3 separate regions of the Mus musculus genome follow, and all the other regions are linked to region 1. Evidence: chromatin contacts called from public HiChIP or PLAC-seq and promoter capture Hi-C data. All regions are on one chromosome and are shown on one strand. Each heading gives the region's core, a stretch centred on a gene start, on an enhancer-like site or on the middle of the called end of the contact. The rest is flanking DNA. Distances are from core to core; before and after follow the strand shown. Region 1 holds the start of Ankrd13b (ankyrin repeat domain 13b). Region 2 holds the start of Pigs (phosphatidylinositol glycan anchor biosynthesis, class S). Region 3 holds the start of Abr (active BCR-related gene).

Evidence for each region. Promoter capture Hi-C pulls out the DNA fragments that hold promoters and counts their contacts. HiChIP or PLAC-seq counts read pairs in DNA pulled down with a chosen protein or histone mark.
Region 2: a promoter capture Hi-C map of cranial neural crest shows a contact between it and region 1. The contact joins the promoter of Pigs here to the promoter of Ankrd13b in region 1.
Region 3: an H3K4me3 HiChIP or PLAC-seq map of embryonic forebrain shows a contact between it and region 1, with 4 times the contacts expected there. The contact joins the promoter of Abr here to the promoter of Ankrd13b in region 1.

Annotation. Positions count from the first base shown.
Region 1 is chr11:77,487,411-77,491,830 of GRCm38.p6, reverse strand. It overlaps Ankrd13b (ankyrin repeat domain 13b), which reads left to right and starts at 1,789. Exons shown (of 15, transcript NM_001373882.1): 1 at 1,789-2,392. The coding sequence starts at 2,279.
Region 2 is chr11:78,326,071-78,330,369 of GRCm38.p6, reverse strand. Pigs (phosphatidylinositol glycan anchor biosynthesis, class S) reads right to left here and starts at 1,948. Exons shown (of 12, transcript NM_201406.1): 1 at 1,862-1,948; 2 at 1,499-1,638; 3 at 1,284-1,395. The coding sequence starts at 1,895. Aldoc (aldolase C, fructose-bisphosphate) reads right to left here. Exons shown (of 9, transcript NM_001303423.1): 8 at 4,236-4,299; 9 at 2,589-4,108. The coding sequence ends at 4,016.
Region 3 is chr11:76,569,486-76,573,569 of GRCm38.p6, reverse strand. Abr (active BCR-related gene) reads left to right here and starts at 2,186. Exons shown (of 23, transcript NM_198895.2): 1 at 2,186-2,539. The coding sequence starts at 2,479.

The DNA of each region.
Region 1 (4,420 bases), core at 540-3,039:
TGCTGGCAGCCCCGTCGCTTGGCTGCCTTTGTTTCTTCGCTGTGTGGGCGCGTCTGGAGCACGTGGCAGCCAGGGCGTTGAGACCAAAGGGAAAGCGACCTGGGCTTCGTGTGATAGCCGGCCATCTGGCAAAAGGGCAACCTAGCCTCTAAATGCATGCTGGCCTCTCTCCTTTCTTGGAATACAGGGCGTGCAGAGGAAGAATGATTCACGTCCCCCCACCCCGGCCACCCTATCTCCCTATTGGCTCAGGGACTGCCTGGGAGGGACCCTGGCTCACACAGTCCAAACTTTGTTGCAGAACCCCCAACCTCACCACAGCCAAGCTTTAGAGCTTGAAGATGGGGGAAGAAGGGTTTCTGGCTTCCCCGAAGATGTCATCATCCCAGGAACTGAACAGCTCAAATGGAATCATACACAAGGTTTTGAAAACGATTTAATGAGGAATTGTACAGGCATTCTCGCGGCCTCTCCTAGTTGCCCCTCCTTTCTCTAGCCCCCTCCTCAACTCGGGCTGCAATCACGACACTCTGCTGACCCCTGGCGGTGGAGGTGGGCTGCGGCTCTGGGCTGCAGAGACGCCTACCGGCTCCTCCCAGGCTGCAGAAAGGGGCGAGGCAGTCTACTCAGTCCTCCCGGGCCTGGCACCACTGGGTGTGCAGGAAGCAGGAGAGAAGAACACACAAAGAAACCCAAGAAGGGCGCAAGGAGTTTGCAAGCTTTTGCTGTCGCTTCCCACACAAACACTCTCTAGATTGTTGTTCTAAATCGGGTTGGCCAGGAATTCCTTATTTCTGCCTTGAGGTGGGCTCGAGGAAGGCAACATGTTCGCTCCTACCACCTGTCTCAGGCTGGTTGAAGGAGAGAGGGGCCGTTTTCAGGCAGTTCATACCCTTAGCTCATCCCATGAGGTAGTATCTGATCCCAGTTTAGAGGTGAGTGGGCCGAGAAACTCTGAAGGATAAGCAATTTGTTTAAGATCAAGCAATTGTTACGGTATTTAAATACAACTCTCTTGACATTTTCTCTCCCAAGGCATCTTGGTCCTTTTACCATTTGCAGGTGGCCGCCACAGAGGCCAATTTGACTTTGACCACACTCTCTGCAAGGGCTCCTTGTGGAAGCGCTTGTCTCTCTGCTCTTTCAGGAAGCAGGCAATCTGGACTCAGTCATTTTCCTTAGGCAGGGACCCACATGGGATGGAGGTGGGGAAATGCCACCTGCTGCTGTCTTTGCTCAACCTCATCCTGGTTCTTGCTGAGCCATGTAGGGGAAAGACTGTCTTCTTCGCCTCATTAGACATTCTCTTTTCCAACGTGATGTGTGGAAGCTGGGGTTTAATTTTCTGAGAGAGCAAAGATTTGAGAAATATTTCGATTCTCAGACCCCTGGCTGCTTCAGTGACCCTTGGTACTGATGCCCTGCATCTCTCTTAGGGTCACTCTTTAGTCACTATGAATCTAGATGCCTCTTTACCCTCCCTGGGACCCAAGCTCACTTCTGCAGGCCATAGACCCCCGACCCAACGCTTCAGGTCAGCCCTAAAAGCCTCCCCCATTTCCTTGCAAAAGGCAAAATGCCAAAGGGTGGAGGCGCCCCCAACCCACTTGGCATCCAAGTAAGGCCTCCGCTTCGGCCGGGTTTGACTCTCTGTCCACCCTTCCAGGAAATCAGTTCCAGACCATCTCTGGTCATCCGAAACGCACGGTTCTACCAGGCGGACTACAAGCCCCATGATGCTGCGGGGCCAAGCTGTAACTAACCCAGCACGGCGCACCCGGGTCCCCTCCTCTCTTCCCCGCATTCGCTTGTCCCTCACCGTCCGCTCGGGCTGAGGGCCGGGCTATGCGGCTTAGGGGAGCCGGAGGGTGCGGGCGCGCGTCCCTGCGGCGGCGGCGGCGGCGGCGACCCCGGGGCCGGCGCCCCGAGCGCCCCCGCTCCAGCTGCGGGTCCCTGCTCCCTCCGCCGAGAGGCGTCTTTGTGTGCGGGGGTGTGGGAGGGGAGGCGCGAGGCCGCGTGCCGCCGAGTGCCCGCTCCCTCCCAGGGCGGGTGGGGGCTGCTCCGCGCCTCCCGCCGCCGCCTCCCGAGGACGCCCGCCGCCCGCACCACGCCGGGCGCGCCGCCCCCGCCCGCCGCCGCCGCCGCCGCTCGCACATGCCCGAGCCGCAGCCCCGCGAGCAGACAGCTCCGGCCGTCCGCCCCGCGGCCCCGGGCCCGGGCTCCCGCGCCGTCCCTCCCCGCGGGCCGGGCGCCGCGGCCCCGGCATGAGGAGCGGGCGATGATCCCCGCCAACGCCTCCGCCAGGAAGGGGCCCGAGGGCAAGTACCCGCTGCACTACCTCGTGTGGCACAACCGCCACCGGGAGCTGGAGAAGGAGGTCCGCGCCGGCCAGGTAGGAGCGCCGTCGGGGACCATGGCCCCGCACGCCCGCGCGGCGTGGGGAGGGGGCGCGGCGCCGCCTGTCCCGCCTCCCCGGCTAGTTTGCAGCGCTTCTTTGTTTGCAGCTGCGGCTTTTGTGCTCGTTGACCTGAAGTGGGTGATGGCAGCAGCCCCCGCCTGCTTCTCTGGTTCCAGGACCGGTGGCCCACACGTGTTCCGGGCTCTCCGAGACTGGTGTGGAAGGACCCTGTGTTCTTCTCCGTTGGGGCTTGAAGGGATTCTAGGGAGGGGTTGTCGGTTCTGTCTGGGCTCCATGTGGTGGGAGAGTCCACCCCACTCGATCTAGACGCGACATGACATCCCGCGTGAATGTGCAGGGACGGGAAAGGCCTGCGTGGGGAGGGGGCCCACATAAGATCGGGGAACAAGCTGTGTTGCACCCTCGGGCATTCCAGCCCCACCCAGTGCCCTCTCACTTCCTGGTGAACCAGGTCTCTGTTTGTTTAGAGTGGACAGAGCCTATGGGTGCTTCAGATGCCAGCCCTGGCTTCGGAGCCAGGAGTGAGAAAGACCCTATTGGGATGCTCCGGAGGGCCTTGTCCAGGTGCTGAAAGGCGCTCTCCTGCCTCTTGGTGCTAGGGCCTACCTTCTCACCGTGGAGGAAGCCAGGGGGCCATAGGAAGGACTTGAGGTCCTGCACAGAACAGGGGTTCCCTGCTTTCTGCCAATCAGAGAAACCTGTGGGTCAGACAGCTTTGGGTTGGGCAGCGACTTCAAAGAAGCCGGGGAGCTAGAAGTGGCAGTGCATGCCTGTAGTCTCAGCACCGGGGAGGCAGAGGCAGGAGGATTGCCACAAGTGTAAGGTCAGAGGGTGGACTTCATGTTGCAGAGCAGCCAGGGCTACATAGTGAGACCCTGTATTTGAAAACCCAGGAAGCCTGGGGGATGATTTCTCGGTCATTCTTCAGGACAAAGGTGGGTGCAAAGTCACTAATAGTCCTCAATTGTGCCTTGCCACCCCAGCTGACAACTGGCAAAGCAGTGACGGTGCCAACATTACCCTCCACCCCCTCAGGCGAAGCAGTGGGCAGAGCTGGACCCAGGCTACCCTGGGTTGCTTAAAGATTCAAATTTGCAGGCTTGATTAGGGTCTGAAGCTTAGGGATTTTAGGTCCACTACAATCATGGTAGCTCAGTGTGAAGACCTGTGTAATTCCCAAGGGAAGGGGCCAAGGCTGGACATCAGACTGTGAAGCAGAGAGGGTTGGACCGTCTGACATTCACTCCCAGCCTCCAGACCGGTACAGCACTTGACTCTGCATTTCATCCCGTTTAATAATAACATAACCTGGGCCTGCAAGCCTCCGGGCCAGCCTAGGGGTTCACTTCCTTTCTGCCTTTGCTTCCACCAGGTCACCCCAAGTTAGTTTATCTGTCATAAAGGCTTTGTAAAGACAGGAGGTCAGAGAGCTGGGAAAAGCAAATACAAGGTACCAAGGCCTGCCCTGGAGGAGATTTGGTTCTGGGATTACAGTGTGAGGAAGACAGGACGTAAAGATCCAATCCTGTTTTCTCTGGCTGCTCTTCATTTTCCTTGCCTGAGGAAGTCCCTAAAGATCTAGAGATTGTTAGGAGGCTAGAAACTGAATCCTCAGACTGTCTCAGCTCTACTCCCTTACAAAGGGTGTGGGTGGTCCTTTTCCTAAAACTAGAGAGGAGTGGCTTTATCATCAAGACCTCTGCTGACAGACCTCAAGTCAGCCATCTTGCTGGTGAGGTTGGACCGGGGAGCTGCTGAGGTCATGGTAGTCAGGGCTGTTTAGACGTTCCTCTCAGGCTCTGGCTTCCATAGTAGCTAGGTACCATGCTCACCTTACTCTGGCCCTGGTGAGTTAATATCACATTGAAATGGACACCAGCCTTGCCTGTTCTTGATCCAGGCCATGAGAATATAGGGCACCAGTTACATTAACTCTTGTTCATCCACGGGGATTCCAGGCAAGGTATTCTCCTTTCCTCTAGAACACCAGGAAGCACCATG
Region 2 (4,299 bases), core at 699-3,198, 840 kb before region 1:
TGGAGGAGCTAGAGAAAGTATCCAAGGAGCTAAAGAGATCTGCAACCCTATCGGAGGAACAACATTATGAACTAACCAGTACCCCAGAGCTCTTGACTCTAGCTGCATATGTATCAAAAGATGACCTAGTCGGCCATCACTGGAAAGAGAGGCCCATTGGTCAGGCAAACGTTATATGCCCCAGTACAGGGGAATGCCAGGGCCAAAAAATGGGAATGGGCGGGTAGGGGAGTAGGGGGGGGGTACTTTTGGGATAGCATTGGAAATGTAATTGAAGAAAATACGTAATTTAAAATAAAAAAAAAAAAAGAACACATGAAACCGAAATAAAACCTAAATCATTTAGTAAAAAAAAAAAAAAAATACTGATGAAAAAACAAAACTGAACATGAGATTATGCATCCAATAAAGATCAGAGTCCTTGCCAGGTGTGGTGCAAGTCTGGTCTACACAGCAAGACCCAGGACAGCCAGGGCTACCCAAAGAAACCCTGTCTCAAAAAGCCAGAAACACCCAACCTCAAAAATCACATTGCCCAAGCCCTTCTGCACCTTTTTCTACTCCCCGGCAGGTGAGAATGGAGTTCAGGCTCTCCCGTGACTCCACCACGAGACCAAACCTCCTGCCTTACAGTATTTTGCTAGTTTCTTTCTTTCTGATGTTAACTATAAACATCTTTAAAATATTACCAATTTATTATTCACCCTCAAGTTCTTGGTACCTAACAAAGTGCCTAACAATACAGTGTGTGATGTTAAAATGACAAAGGTCTGAATACACATCCGATGTAACTTCAAACTCCCGTTTTCTTTCAGCTACAACCTGCTTTCCCTATGCACTGATGGGTATCAATTGCTAAGGATAAGGTGGCATAATTTACCGTATGACATAAATCACTGTCATAAGGACAGGCACTGTACTTTAGACTAACACAAACCCCCAAGTGAACATTCCAAAGGAGATCTCTTTTCTTAGGATTTGGGGGAAGCAGGCGGATGGCTCTTGATACCAAGCCTGATGACCTGAGTTGGATCCCCAAGACCAGGACCCATATGGTGGGAGGAGAAATGACTTTCGCAAGTGATCCTCTGACCTCCACAAGATGCTCCACAGCACAGACATCCACACAAACATACATGTGCGCGCGCACACTAAGTAAATGTAATAAAACATTTTAAAGTAAGTTATGAGTCGCCCTCGCCCCTCCTATGCATTCCAACTCTGGGTTTTGGGCCTGGCTCAGATGGAAAAAGCAGCCCTGACACCTCTTCATGGGAACTCACATTTCAGAGGGATCTCTCGCTCATGCACAACGGTGAAAGGTAGCTTCTCTTGGTCGTCCAGGGGCACAGAGTCCCGAGTAAACACAACTGTGACTGGCACCATGAGCCGGAGCTGCGCGAGGGATGAGGGGCATCGGGGTCTTTAGCAATGTCTGCACCTTACAGCTGGGCTGCCCCCCGGTCCCCCAGCCCCGGTTCTCCCCACCCAGTCTCACCAGCAGAGCATTCAGCCCACTGATGTCTGAGTAAGGCAATGGGGCCCGGTAAGTCTCCGTCGTCTTCCACCAGAGCGGCAGTCCCAGAAGGATGGCCACCGCGGCGAAGAAAAGCGCGGAACGCTTGCCCCGGACCACCTCTGAGGGCACAGAGGGCCGACTAAGACGCGGGAACTAGGGTGCGATGCCCGCCACACCGGGATCGTGGAGGAGTGCGGGCGGCCGGGAACCCCGAGCAAGCCGCTCCCGCGTGGCGGACCCCCAACCCCAGGCTGGAGGGAGCTGTCAGGCTTCTCGCGCCCCACCCACACATTCTGCCCGCGAGACCTCCCCACTGCGCCCTCCACCTGAAATCCACCGCACCTAGGTCCGTGGCCGCAGCTCCTGCGGCCGCCATGGTCCCTTCCGGCTGCCCAGGTCGCCGATGGGGCGGGGCCTCATGAGCTTTCTCCAATCGGAAACTCCAGAATGAGGGGGCGGGACCACGGTGCGCGACCGCTGCCAATCACGAGCAACACTGCTGACGCACGCCAGTGCGCAGGCGGAGCCCGTGAGAGGGTACGCGCTCGGCTACACTTTCAATCTGACCCTGGCTTTTCATTGAGTGCACCTGGTACTGTTTAGCTCTACAACGCCAGTTTAGAGAAGGCGATAATCTCCATGTAGCCCAGGCTGGCCTCGGACTCTGGGCCCTCTCCAATGCAGGGGATTACATGCACCACCACGTTCAGCGGAAGGGGAATATTTACTTAAATGAAGTCGAGCTTATCAAGAACCTGACTCCCGAAAAGTTTTCTAATGTCATTTCTTTTTTTTTTTTTTCTTCTTTTAAAGATTTATTTATTTATTATATGTGAGTACACTGTAGCTGTCTTCAGACGTACCAGAAGAGGGCATCAGATCTCTGTTACAGGTGGTTGTGAGCCACCATGTGGTTGCTGGGATTTGAACTTCGGACCTTTGGAAGAGCAGTCGGGTGCTCTTACCCCCTGCGCCATCTCACCAGCCCCTAATGTCATTTCTAACATAGGTCTTTTCTTCAGAGCACCAGCTCTTCAAAGCTTAAAGATAAAACTGACAAAACGGTAACTTTTTAGCATGGTTGGCTACTATGTGATTAATTTTATTTTAGTTAATGTTGAGACAGATCTCCCTATACGATCCAGAGGGTTAAAGTGATCCTGTCCCTAATGTCTGATACCTCAGCCTCCCAACTAGCCGAGACTATAGACTAGGATTTAAAAATCGATTCCAATTCGAGCGATTGAGGATGCTTCATTGAAAAATTCCTGAGCACAGCCTCTATATAGTAATGCCTGCTGTTCGAATCCTAAATAGCCTCTCAGCCTCTCTTTGAAGCCTGTTTCCTCCTATGAAAAGTACAATGGTACCTACTTTACAGAGCTGTGTTAATGCATATAATAATGGTTAGAAGAACAGTGCCTGGCAGAAGCATATGGAAATTGCTGAGTTAGCTGCTTTGATTATAAGGTCAGGCCACACAGAGCAGAACATCAATGACTTTTCCAGTGCACATCTGTCTAGTGTCACCCTACCTCACACTCTAGCCCAGGGGTAATCATTCACCACAAAGCCCTATCAGTTCTAACAAGTCCAGAACCCTCCGATGAATCCCTTCTCTACATGGAAGTGGGTCATAGCCCTTGGCAAGCTTCTAGACACTCAGCTCTGTAGCCCCGAGGCTTGGAAGGTTTCCTTATTGGAAAAGACCTAAGTGCACATTCTTCAGAGATGGAGGAGAACTGGCCCACTCTGATCCCTGCTTGTCCCCTTTGAGCCTTGCACAAAATGGAGTTTCTCATCCTGCTGGATCCTTTAATGTGTCAGTCCCTGGAAGACCTGTACCCTCCTCTCCACCCCCAGGCCCTCTAACAACAACTCCAGCTTTGGAAATCAGCAGGTAGGAGCCTGAGCTAGGGATGGTGAGCCAGGTGAACCCTTCCTCCACAAAACTTGAAGCTCAGGAAAACTCAGATCTCACCTCACCACCACCACCACAATCAGAGGGGCTCTGAGATAGGATCAGCAAGAGGTCGCACACATGGAGGTAGACTTTGGTATGTGCAACAGACAGACAGACAGAGCGGTGTGCTGTGTTTTGCTCTCATTTATTTGCTATGTACTCAGAGCATAAGGAGCACGAGTCAGGGCTGGAGTTCACGTCCCCCTGATCCCAAGAGAGAAAATTAGCAAGCAGAGCCCAAGGACAAACTATACCATCAAGGGTAACTGTAAGGGCTGGTGGAGACAGGAAAAAGGTCCACATGTTCTGTTCTGACTTCTAGAAAGTCCCCCCATCTTCAAACATGGGAGGGCATCTCTACCCTCCCATCCTGTGGTCTCGGGTACAGCAATGTAAGGCATGTGAGATGTGAGATGACTTGGCGCTGGATAAAGATATCTCTGTTCTGCATAGCTATTTGGCCCTGGCTGTGACTATAGGCAAAATGGGATGTGCATTGCTAGGCCAAGGGCTGTGGGTAGAGTCAGCGTGCCTCAGTAGGCATGGTTGGCGATGTAGAGGGACTGTGCTGCCGCTCCGCCATCTCCACTGCCTTCATATCTGCCCTGGGCTGCAAGCCCGTTCATCTGCAAAACGGAATGGGATTCAATGAGCAGACTGAGCCAGACCACGGATGTGGAATGCACGCTGCCCGGTTTGGGACCTCTGTGGTCCACAGAATCCCTCCCCAAGTCATCACCTCTAGCTCCCTACCTCTGCCCGCTTGATAAACTCCTCAGTAGCAGCCCCAGCATTATCCCTTTGTCCTCTCCAGGCA
Region 3 (4,084 bases), core at 937-3,436, 920 kb after region 1:
AGGTAAAAAGAGAGCTGGAGATAGGCTTTGTGGTAGAGTGCATGAGTGCGGTCCTGGGTTCAATTCCTAGCACTGCATAAAGTGGGGCAAATGGAGGATAAGAAAGGAAGGAACCAGAAGTTAACAGTGGTGCTCATCAAGAGATCATCCTAGTGAAATTAAAAAAACAAAACAAAACAAAAACAACCCTCTTAAGATCTAGGCCACACACACCTAGTATTCAGTGTCCGTTATTAGCACTATGGCCTGCAAGATTGTATCTATACGCTACACTGTGTTGTGGAAAGAACAGTCCAGGGCAAGATCAGACACAATGTAGAATAACGCAAACTATAACAACTACAGGGAGAGCAAGCAACTGCAACATTTCAGCTAGGGGGAAAAAAAAACGCTGAAAATAGCTTGCTCAAGCCTTTGTAGATAAAAATGTGAAATGTATGCAAATGTATGTGACTCACATAGAAACATATATCCATGGCCTCCTCAGAGTCAGCACCGGATGTGGAGATGTGGGGCTGTGGCCTGCAGGAAAATCCCTGTGGTACATCATGTGGTGTATTGTGGGAGGGGTCAATGCTGCAGCCTTCTAGGGTTTGTAGCTGATAGCTGTACCCAGGCATGTTTTCCCTTTCTCTTGGGCTCTATGCCTTCAGAAAGTGCTATGCAACAGTAAGGCACGCCCTTGTCCTTTCTCTGTCTGCTTCCTCAGAGAGCTTGCTTGCTCCCTCTCCCACCCAGAACTCTATTTCTGGATAGTCTCGCTGGAGATGCACAGCCCCCTCCCTTGCCATGCTCCAGGTGTTGGCTTGGCCTTCCCAATTTTATATGCCAGTCTGGGGCGGTGGGGAGGGTAACAGCTGAGCAGGAAGGGCCAGCAAGTCACAGAACCAGAAGCTTGAGTTAGAACTAAAGGGGTACAGGAGGACCTGTATCTGCTGCCCACCTGTGGGGGCTCCCCCACACAAGAGCATCTACCCTTGAACCTCCCAGAGGCTCTATCCTGTGTATCAATGGGCTCTAGCTTTTCTTGATCATCTATAGAGGCCAGTGTCCAGACAGCTGGGAAGTTTACAAGGCTGGGTACAAATTTCCTTATAGGTGAGGGTCTGCTTCTACCCCTCAAAACTGTCTGTGCTTGTTTGGGATAAGGAGAAGTCCCTGTGGGTACTAACAACACTGCCCTCCATACAGGGAATGGGGAGCTTAACTCTTTGAAAAGCTCTGTATGGCTGGAGCCCCAAAAGGGCTTAAGCTGTCTGAAGATGGGGTGGGATGGGAAGTGTCCCATTATTAGAAATGCCACTATACTAGTATATGAGAGGTCTAACCCAGGTCTTCCTTGGCGGGCTTCATTGCCTCCTTCCCTGGGAATTCAGGAAACAGGTTGCAGCCATGGGTCCCATGTCACTCCCAACCCCCAAACCTTCAGTGCTGTTGAGGTCACTGTTTGGAATTTTGTTTCTTAAGACTGGTCTCTGAGGCATCTGACCCCCATCTTCCTTCAATGTGATTGTACACAGAGGCTAGGGATTGTCAGACGGCTCCTGGAGGAATTGGAGAGAGTCCAGTTAGGGCTTCTGTACCCCAGTTTGACTCTTTGCCTTAAAGGCGCACATGTGAGAAATAGGTCCTTCCTCTAATGCCAGGGGATGACACTAACCCCAGTGGTCCCGCCTTACTTCAGTCGCCCACCCTTGGTGTGTGTCGGGAACTGATGCACTGTAAGATCAAGGATAGATGGGGTGATTTAAGGTTTGGTAGGAAAACAATTCCTGGGTGGCCCAGCTTTCCAGCGGGGCGCAGGATGTTAACCCAGTCCAAGCTGTGCTGCCCAAGCTTGTCTAGGGGTGGGGCCTGGCAACTGCACCAGTCCCGAAATCGTGCTTAGAGATCCTGGGGTGGCAGGTGATGTCACCCCTGCGGGTCCATAGGTTTCTTTAGTCTGCGGGTTGCCAGAATTTATGCTCAGCCCAACCAGGGGAGGAGGGGAGCCTCTGGCCCTGCGCCGCCTCCCGGAGACCCCGCGGGAGCTCTGTGCGCCGGCTGGAGGCCATCGGTGGGGCTGCGGGCTGCTCTCACACCCCACCGGCCCGCTGCGGCTGGGGGTGGGCGCGCTGAGCCTTGCGCGGATTGGCTACCGCCTCCGCCCCCCGCCCCGGGCGCCGCGCAGCCCCGGGGAAGTTGCTAGTTGGCGCGCGGGCTGCGGGGCCGCGGCTCCCAGATCCGCAGCGGGTTCGCCTAGGCTGCCACAGCCCTGCACTAAGCTCCCCTGTCCTCACCTTGGCAGCTGCGGCTTGCTCCTCCCTACTACCTGTTTCCCTGGCTCTCCCGCCTCCATCCTGAGCTCCGCAACTTCGACCTCCGAGTCTGGCCTCCCCTCCCGGCATCCCGCCTGCCGGCGCCCTTCCTCCTTTGTTGTGCGATGAGGGTCCGGTTTCCCATCTGACCAAGGAACCTCTGCCGCGCGGAGCCGCGGGCATGGAGCCGCTTAGCCACCGGGGCCTGCCGCGCCTCTCTTGGATCGACACCCTCTACAGCAGTACGTGTGCCCATGGGTCCCTGGGTGGGGGACAGGGGGTGTAAGAGGGACACCCAGCACCCTCCGAGGAGCCCTGTTGCCCTCCGGGTCCCAGGTGCACCCAGGCACCGGCAAGTGTTAGCGGCCATGGTCCGCCAGGTGTGCAGCCAGCCAGTAGGAGGAGCGGTATGGAGTCCTCAGAGCAGATTTTAGGGGGGAGGGGGCTAGATAGACCGGGGCTGGGGGGGATTGTGTCACCCCTCCCACCTGTTGTGTAACCCAGCACTCTAGCGCTCCGCGAGTGGGAAGCGTCCTTTTTAGAGCTCTACCTTGGCCTTTAGAATTGGCAGCTTTTCTCCTCACATTGAAGCGGGAAGGCCATTTTGGGAAAAGTCTTTGGCTCTCTCTAGTTTACTACCTCAGGGACATTCCGGTGTGTGATTCGGGTTGATGATGGGATCAGGTTGGAAGAGAGACTGTAAGGTACGGATCTCTGTGGGGGCCATTTGGATGAAAGAGCCAACCTCCTAGCTCAGCAGTCTTTCTTGCCAGCCTCGTCACCACCCCCATTCTCATCACTACCACCACCCCCAAGAAAAGCAAATGAAGAGGGGGGAAAAAAACCGCCGGTACTCCACCCCCTCGCTCCCAAATCAGCCATGATCATGTGATTGCTCTTGTACTGCCTGGGGGATGTGTAGTTGATCACTGGGACTTACTTACTGAGATGGGAACCATTCCCACCCCACCCCCCATGCCTTAGGTGGCACTGCCCATGTCGCCCTCCCCTCCCCCTCTTTAACTCATTGGCATTCTGTGGTGTCGGGAGATGGTCCTGGTGGCCTCCAAGAATGACAGTAGATGTGCTTTTACCTATGGAAATGCTGGGAACCCTCCCACTCTCTTTTAGCACACCCTAACCCTGAGGCAGGCGCATCTAGGGGTGACTCTGAACATTAGATGCATGAAACAAGGACATTTTGAAGGGTCAGCCTGGCTTGAGTTCCTTCTTAACAGTCACATTCCGGGGATGAGAGGAGACGATGTCTTGAGCCTCCAGGTCTTGCCTTGCAGTCTCTGCATTACCCAGCATCCAGCCTCTGCCCTCTGTATCTTTTTGGGCCCTGCCTCTGCCCTCTGCTCCCTTTGGGGGCTGCCTCTGCCCTCTGCTCCCTTTGGGCCTGCACTTCTCATATCGTCTACCCAGCCTCTTTTCCCAGATTCCTCCCCTTCCTCCTCCCAGGAGCTCTCCTTGTGCTGGTTCATTCTGCTTTGGGGTTTCAACATCAAAGAGGCAAATCTGGTCCCCCTGGGTGTCCATCCTAGCCAAACCCAGCCAGTCCATCTGCTCTTTTCCAGTAGAGGCCAGTGTCGTTGGGTGAAGGTCAGGGCTCACAGCTGTGATGTGTATGTGTGTGTACACGTGTGTCTGTGCAAATGGGGACACACATCTGTTAAGAGGCCTGCTGCAGATCAGCTCCTGACTCAAAGGACGGATTAGTGACCTCTGCTTAGCTGTGCTCTTGCAAATCAGTCATAACAATGCCTCATATTCATCTGCAGTTT